Regions from separate parts of the Mus musculus genome. Here region 1 is linked to region 2. A link is a contact called in public HiChIP or PLAC-seq data. All regions are on one chromosome and are shown on one strand. Each heading gives the region's core, a stretch centred on a gene start, on an enhancer-like site or on the middle of the called end of the contact. The rest is flanking DNA. Distances are from core to core; before and after follow the strand shown.

Evidence for each region. HiChIP or PLAC-seq counts read pairs in DNA pulled down with a chosen protein or histone mark.
Region 1: a contact with region 2 is called in an HNF4G HiChIP or PLAC-seq map of pancreatic cancer cells, with 5 times the contacts expected there. The contact joins the promoter of Frmpd1 here to the enhancer-like site in region 2. A contact is called at or near these places in 2 of 484 Hi-C or Micro-C datasets (immediate neuronal precursor and myocytes), 5 of 115 datasets of contacts at active chromatin or transcription factors (bone marrow-derived macrophages, embryonic stem cells, pancreatic cancer cells and 1 more) and 3 of 9 other capture datasets (adipose tissue, liver and pancreatic islet).

What each region holds. Positions count from the first base shown.
Region 1 is chr4:45,183,182-45,187,008 of GRCm38.p6, reverse strand. Frmpd1 (FERM and PDZ domain containing 1) reads right to left here and starts at 2,103. Exons shown (of 16, transcript NM_001081172.2): 1 at 2,052-2,103.
Region 2 is chr4:45,131,446-45,135,651 of GRCm38.p6, reverse strand. No RefSeq gene overlaps it. Among named protein-coding and RNA genes, the nearest start is that of Tomm5, 25 kb to the right of the region's middle. Within about 2 kb of position 2,386, at least 9 of the 459 cell types and tissues checked have an H3K27ac peak or open chromatin away from gene starts, as enhancers often do. A contact at or near this core is called in adipose tissue, pancreatic cancer cells and trophoblast stem cells, where this site is marked.

The DNA.
Region 1 (3,827 bases), core at 854-3,353, 52 kb before region 2:
TATCTTGTGCATTGACAATTATCTTTAATTTCCTTTGATAAATGAGAAGAGTGAAACTCAGAGGACCCAAATCCCAAGCGGAGACCAAGGCACTTCTGCCTATCTTCTGCTCTCAGAGGGCTCTGCCTGCTCTGCACTTCCACTGGATTCCATGCTCCTTGCTGACCTGAACTTTACTAGCCAGTGGTCATCCAGTTCCTTTCCATGAAAATGACCTCCCTGCTGAGACCCTTGCCTTCCTTCTACCTTCCTGGGGGGCAGCTCCTCCAATTCTCCAGCTGGAATTCACAGTTTGCACAAGCCCCAAGGGATGACCAGAAGCCCCATGGTCTAAGTCTCTACTCCTCCTGAGACCCTTAGCCCACGCAGCAGAGAACCCTGTCAGTAGTTTTCCTCATCTCTTTCCATGAGAACCAAGCACTAGATGATGAAGAGAGTCACGCTTGTGTTTGAATGCCTCTGGGGGCAGGGCCAAGTGAGCCTCCAATTCCAAGTGGCACTTGGGAAAGGCAAACGCAGGTATCACAACCCCACCCTGTCACAAAACTCCCTCTCCCCAGACTTCTGACTTCCGAAAGCCTGAAACCGAAAACCAGCATGTCTAGGAAGGAAATCAAACAAAACTGCTTCCACGAGATGTTTCTCACTGGGGCGCACTAATTGCAGCACAAGATACTGGGCAGTGGGACAAATCTCACCTTCTATCACACACGCTCAGGTATCTCGTTCTCAACTTCGCTCCGGCTACACCAGAATTCACCTATCCCGGAAGTCAAGACACGTCTTTTCTGAACTGTGGGCCTCTGCAGCCCCATGGACATGGACACGCAACACCCACCGGAGGACTCCTGATTTAGAGCGAGTCTCCATAACCAGAACTGTAAAACATCTCAGCCTCCCCTTAGACTGGAATTAAGCATCCACTAGCCTCCTTCAGGGCCCTACAACAGGGCATTATCTTCCCCCCTCAATTTTGAGAGGTTTTGGCAAAAAAATAATAAATAAATAAATAACCACCTCACAAACAGAAACATTTCCTGATCTATAAGCCACTTTGAAAACAAATCATTATGTCGTTGAATATTTTATGACGGCCAATGCACCGGAGTAAGCAAGGCGCGCTCTCACCAACCCTTGCCATGTCTATTTTGAGACTCCTAGAGCAAACCCCAAATGCTTCCTTTATTTTTTCCAAACACCAATTTGTAAGTGCTGGATAGATTCTTGATGGATTAATGGCTCCACCCAAACTGACCCTGCAAACCAGAGCTCAGAGACTCCCCTTCTGTAGAGTTTTATAGTAACTGACCTCAAAGAACATCTCACTACTTTCACCCTACCTTAGAGGCACCAAAACCAGCCTCAAAATGTGGACTTGCCCAAGGTCACACAGCCAGGATGGCTCTGGGACACCTAGCCCTTGCAGCTACTCCATTTCCAGAGGCCATTGCCACACCCATCCTTAAGCTCAGTCAAGGCTGCTGCGGGTTAGGGACGCGACCTGTCCCTCCCCACCAATACAGACTTCTGTAGGTCTTCAACATTCCTCTCCACTCCCCATGAGCTCTGGAGCTGACACACTCTCGGGCACCCCCCCCCCCACTCAAAACAGAGCAATACAAGCGTGACGCTTCAGCCGATCGTCCGGGCGAACAGCTCAACCCACTCTGGTGCAGGTATGGCAGTGGAGACCGGACAGGCAGGGCTCATCTGAGGTCACTCAGAAAGTTGGCGCTGGCTGCGGCCGCACCTGAACCCAGGGCTGCCTCGCGGCTGGTCGCTCCTCCCACAACTACACCGTGCAGACCTCGGAAACTTAAGGCACACGGATCCCATGCACAGAGTTAACCGTTGCAGGTCCCAAGCAAGCTGGCGGCCACGCCACGGACGCCGGGAGAGGGGACACGAGGAGTGGAGCGGGTCACCCGGGAGCGCAGCGTGGAGGGCGGCGCGGAAGAAGCCAAGGAGCAGCTCCCAGAGACGCAGGCCTGGGCTGTGGGGATCCAGGTATCCCCAAAACTTTGCGGCGGCGCGGGGGGCCTCGCCCTTACCTGAGGAGGAGGCGCCGCCCGCGTGCACGCGGAGCCGGCGGGAGCAGTAGCTGGGGCGCCCCGCCCAGCGGCGGCCACGGTAGCCGGCCGGGCTCGGGCAGCGGCTCGGCTTGGGCTCCGGCTCGGCTCCGGCTCCGCCTCCCGCGCCGCGGCTGCAGCCCGAGGGGGGAGAGGCCGGGCCCGGCTGCGCCCGCGCCGTCTGGCGGCGGCAGGTGCTGAGGCTGCAGCTGCGGGGCCACCAGCTGCCGGCGCCGCGACCCCCGCCCCGGGGGAGGAGCCCCACGCACCGCCCACGCGGGCTCCTGAGGTCCTGGGCCGTCGCAGTGGGCGGTCCTGCTCCCACCCAGGCCCTGCCTCGGCTGGCCTTCCCCAACTCACCCGCCGGGGGATACGCAGCGTCCCCACGGGAACACTGAGGCTGGGAGGGGAAAGGGACACCCCAAGGTCACCCAGGCCAGCAGCCTAAGCTGGAACTCGGAATGACCCCCCTTCTAAGCTCTGGCTTCCCAGCTTTCTTACCCCGCGGTAGGAGACCCTGGGGAACACAGAGGATCTTTATACTTCCCTTGTCTCCCAGTCCTTGCCTCCCCAGTCTCTCCTGCTGAGGGCAGTGGAAGAGAGTGGGCTCACTTTAGGCACTGTTGACCACTACCCCGTCTCTGCCCTGAGAAGTCATAGTCCCCCAATCCTTCTGTTCTGGGGGAGGGGGCTCGGAAGATCTAGAAGCCTTAAACTACTGAGATACCCTGGGGCTCTGCACCCATGCCCCTTCTGATCCCCGCCCCCACCCCCCAAGCCGAGTAACCCAGTTCCCATGTTACAATTCTACCACCTCTTTCCCCATGCAAGTCTCTTAAGATGGAATAGCTACACCCCCAGGCTTACGCTGTGCTAGACACTGGAGAAGTGGCCTCCAGAAAAACCTGGTACTGTTTCCTAGTACAGTCTAGCCGATTGAATAAAGTGCTGATCCGGTGCCCGTAGCACCATCCCGCCTACTGAAGGGGGTGCCTCTGAACAACAACTGGAGTTGGCCAACTAGAGTGTGGGAAAGCATTCCAGAGGACCAGAACAAAGCTCTCAGGATATCGCAGCTTTCACTGAAACAGGAGCAGAAAGGGAGCAGAATTGAAGAGTTAGAGGAGGCAGTTCCTGGTCAGTATTCCGTGCTATCCTTAGCTATCATGGGAGGAGGAGTTTTAAGGATAGAAGGTGGCAATCTTGTTGCCACCAGATTATCAAATTAGACCACTCTGGGAATCAAATGAGCACAGACAAGATCCTTAATCCAGTGACAAGTGGGCAAAGCAACAGGTCAGCCCTTGGCCTGATGAAGACAGAAACTCCAGCACCCACCAGGTCCCTAGCCTCCAGTAGTAGGACCCAGGGTTAGCACCACTGGGGGAAGTGGGAAGAAACGGAAGATACAGAAGCATGGTGGGTATAAAGTCAGCTTTAAGAAAATTAAATATATTTCGCAATAGCTTATGAACTGACGATTTACAGTAAACTGAAAGACTGTACCGTGGATGGAGATTATGTGCACAATCCAGATTAAACACCAATGGGGCACTTGTCACACAGGAAAATAAGAACCCAGCCCTGTTGTCAGCAAGAACAAAAATTTCCCATCAGGTCAGATCCTGTCCCTCACAGTTTCCTAGCTGCCTGGGTCGATAATGTTTCACACAGGGCCGTCATTGGCTTCAGAGGCTCTGCTCTGCGTGGGATGCCCCCCTGCACGCTCATCCCTGACAGCCTGCTGCACTGTTTCTC
Region 2 (4,206 bases), core at 1,137-3,636:
GCTGCCCTCTGAAGTCCTAGAGACAGGGGTAGGACTGTGCCCTGCTAATCAAGCCCAGGCCACTGGAATAGTCCCCATGCCAAGTTTCAACACACTGAGCCCGGTCTACATAGAGTTCTAGGCCTGTCTCACAAGAGGGAGGAGGAAGAGAAGGAGGAGACAGGATAAAATAACAGATATGAGTGTTTTAATTACAAAAATACAAATGAACAGAATGGGATATGATCAGCAAAGTTTGTAAAATTCTGAGAATGTTAAGTAAGATTGTCCTAAGCCACTTGGGGCTCAGAGGGCCCCAGAATCTCCAGACGGTAGAGTGTTAGCAGTTAGCTTCAGTGAGTGATTCTGAAAGAATCAGAAATGAGATTGTCCTCTGAGAGTTAAACTAGGGCATCACCACGTAATGGATTAGAGCAAAGATCAGCTAAGTCGCCTTAAAGAAACAGTAGTCCTTAGACTGAGAAGCCAATGAAATCTGAAGGCAGGCTCATTTAGAAGGAAGCCGACTAACCACAAGAGCGTGAGGTAGTCAGACAAGCCATGCTCAGCAGATCCCATGGCAGAGCGGCTGAGTTCTGAAGTCGCTGAAGATGGAGGCTGAGGAGATTCTGAGGTATCTTCCTGTTATAGAGATGTAAGCCAGATACCTCAAAACATTTTTTCAATATTTCCCCCTTGTCTTAATCCAAATTTACCAAGCAAACTAATTATAGTTCTAATTCTCAAACTATGGCTTTAGATCCACCTACAGGACGTGAATGTATGAGCCACTGGGGGTGGGAGTCCTCCCTCAGTTGTAGTTTCTTACTGTGACTTGGCAAGCTGACCAGTGGTTAGGGGAGGAGCTTTCACGTGACCTGCCTACGGGGCCAGAATGCCTAACACAGGAGCATCTGATATCTTCAGCAATCAAATTTTCCTTTGCCTTTGGGAAGCTGTTGTCCAGGTCATGGACAGCAGGAAGCCTAGACTGCTTAGTACTGATGGATGGCATTCCTGCGTTTCCAGGGCAAAAAGCCAGCATCTGGATCCTGTGAGGCTGCTGAAGTGATAGCCACTGGGAGGCCTTTGGGAGGCCATTCCGACCGGCCTTTCCCTGGGGTCATTCGGCCCTTGCCATCACCCACACTATTTTCGGGGGGACATGACAGAAGTGAACCTTCCCTTCCCGATACAATTCAGGGATTTCCTCCATAGTGAACCAGAGCCTAGAAATCTCAGCATACCTTCCCCAACATGGTCTGCCAATAGCTCATCTGCACACTAAGTTCTGGACTTGGTTTCTTTGTTCATCCATGCCTAGAACTCCTTCCCCCTCCCTCCTCAGCCCTGCACGGCAGCCATGTTCAATTCAAGGCTTAGGGTGGGTGCCTGCTCAGCCATATCCATAATTGTTCCATTTCCAAAATCCCTCAGCTCCTGTTCAGTCGCTGTCCTAGTTTTCGGGGACCAAAAGCACCTTGAGGAGGAAAGGGTTTATTTCATCTTATAGCCCACAGTTCTTATAGCCCACAGTCCTTATAGCCCACAGTCCTTATAGCCCACAGTCCTTATAGCCCACAGTCCTTATAGCCCACAGTCTGTCAGTCACCGAGGGAAGCTGGGGCAGGTGCTCAAGGCAGGATCTTGGAGGCAGGCACTGAAGCAAAGGCCACAGAGGTGCCGTTCCCTGGCTTGCTCCCCTAGACTTGCTCAGCCTGCTATTTTGTACAACCTAGGACCACCCACCTGGGGATGGCACAAAATGGGATAGGTTCTCTTCCATCAACAAGAAATGAAGAAAATAAGGCCGGGCGTGGTGGCGCATGCCTTTAATCCCAGCACTCGGGAGGCAGAGGCAGGCGGATTTCTGAGTTCGAGGCCAGCCTGGTCTACAAAGTGAGTTCCAGGACAGCCAGGGCTATGCAGAGAAACCCTGTCTCAAAAAAAAAAAAAGAAGAAGAAGAAGAAGAAGAAGAAAATGCCCTACAGACTGGCCTATAGGCCAATGTGATGGGGACATTTTCTCAATTAAGGTCCTATCCTGTCAGATGACTCTAGCTTGTATCAAGTTGAAAAACAAAAAACAAACAAATAAAAAAACCCAACCAGCACTTGTATTTTCTATCTTGTGTTCAAGTGCTGCTGTGAAGATGTAAGTCCCTAAGAGCTTCAGAAATAAAAGCCCCTGTTCTGTTCAGAACATTCTTCTTTTATAGGGAAATCTTCCTGGAAAGTCAGATTCATTGGGCCTTTGGTTTACTCATTCAGTCATTTAACAGTTATTTCCTGAATGCCTGTAAGTACCAGGAAATGAGATCCAAAGGCAGAAAAGACAGGCAGAGCCTCTTTCTTCATGTAGCTACTGCCTAGGAGGGAAGTCAGACACCAAAGAGTCAATAAACCCCAGCTGTGACAGTGTCATGACACATAGTGTGCACAGTACTGTGAGCTGACAGAAGAGCCTTTCCCAGGACCACTGGGACAAATTCCGGGGGGAGTCAGCCCAGAGAGAAGCGGGAGCCGTGAGAGAGAGAGCATGAGAGAAAGAGCGAGAGCTGAATGCTCCCAGTGGCCTGTGTCAGTGAGCTCACTCAGTGCCTGCTGCCCTTCATCTGATAAATACCAGGAACACATTTACAGCCTCTTCCCTCCTACTGTTCTCTAGTACAGGCAGGACACCCCCCCCACACACACACTCTAACAGCTCTCAACGTAGAATACAGTTTGCTGTATTTCAGCTTTCTTAGTCATAGCCACACCCCTATTTGACAATATCATTTATTTGTTTCAAGCTAATGTCCTAACTTCATTCTCAAAGAAAACTTTAACATCATGGTTTAGGAAGTCTCACTGCTAATATTATCCGCCTCTGTTTATTTTATGTATGTGAGTCCACTGTCCCTGTCCTCAGACACACCAGAAGAGGGCATCAGATCTCATTACAGATGGTTGTGAGCCACCATGTGGTTGCTGGGATTGAACTCGGGACCTTTGGAAGAGCAGCCAGTGCTCTTAACCACTGAGCCATCTCGCCAGCCCCAAATCTTTGTCTTTTCAATTGCTGTATCCCTGGTGCTATGAGGATGCCACATAATAGATGCTTAGTGTGTATCTGTTTATGAGAGCAGCGGCACTCATTGGACGGATGCAGGATGGATAGGTGTAGGATGAATGGATGGAGGATGGATGAATGAATGAATGAATGAATGGATGGATACAGGATGGATTGGTGTAGGATGAATGAATGGATGGAGAATGGATGAATGTGGGATGGTTAGATGGATCTCATCTCAAACAGAATCACTGTAAAGCTCAGAACTTGCCTAGGTCATATTTAGGGTCCTCTATCCCTTAGGGCAATGCCTTACATGTAGTAAATAATCAATAATCAAACAGTCAGTGTTGCAGAATTTTCCCTGTCCAATTACATTAGGGCAGCAGGAGGCCTGTGATTGGACAGGAAAAAGGGAGGCAGAGCTAAGAGTTGCAGGGACAGGGAACATCAGAGAGAGAAAGAGGGAGAAAAAAGGAAGATGGCGGCAGATGTGAACCAACATGGCTTTAAAGATTTATTTATTTTATTTTACGTACATGAGCACACTGTAGCTGCACAGATGATTGTGAGCCTTCATGTGGTTGTTGGGAATTGAATTTTTAGGACCTCTGCTTACTCTGTCCCCACTTGCTCAGTCCCTGCTCACTCTGGCCCAAAGATTAATTTATTATTATAATTAAGTACACTGCAGCTGTCTTCAGACACACTAGAAGAGGGTGTCAGATCTCATTACGGGTGGTTATGAACCACCATGTCATTGCTGAGACCTGAACTCGGGACCTTTAGTAGAATAGTCATTGCTCTTACCCACTGAGCCATCTCACCAGACTCTAGTGTGGCTTTAGCCAGTCACAAGTAGTTATGATCATAAGATTGGAATAATTGGGATAAAGCTTTTATCATTATCAACTGGCTCTGAAATTATTGTATTGGCATCTTGTAAATTGAAAATTTATTGATATATAAATCTGATTGGTTAATTATAAGCTTTAAGAGTTTTGATTCTACCGGGTAAATGGGTGTTTTGGTGGCTGAATGTGGGGTAGACAGAGTCCTCTGGGAGAGAGGTCAGCCAGACACTGCAGAGGCTAGCTGGAGAGAGTCACTGGTGGCAGGAGTGTGGGAGCGAGATCTAGCCCAGCTGGGGAGTTGGCAGGTTGCGAGAAGCA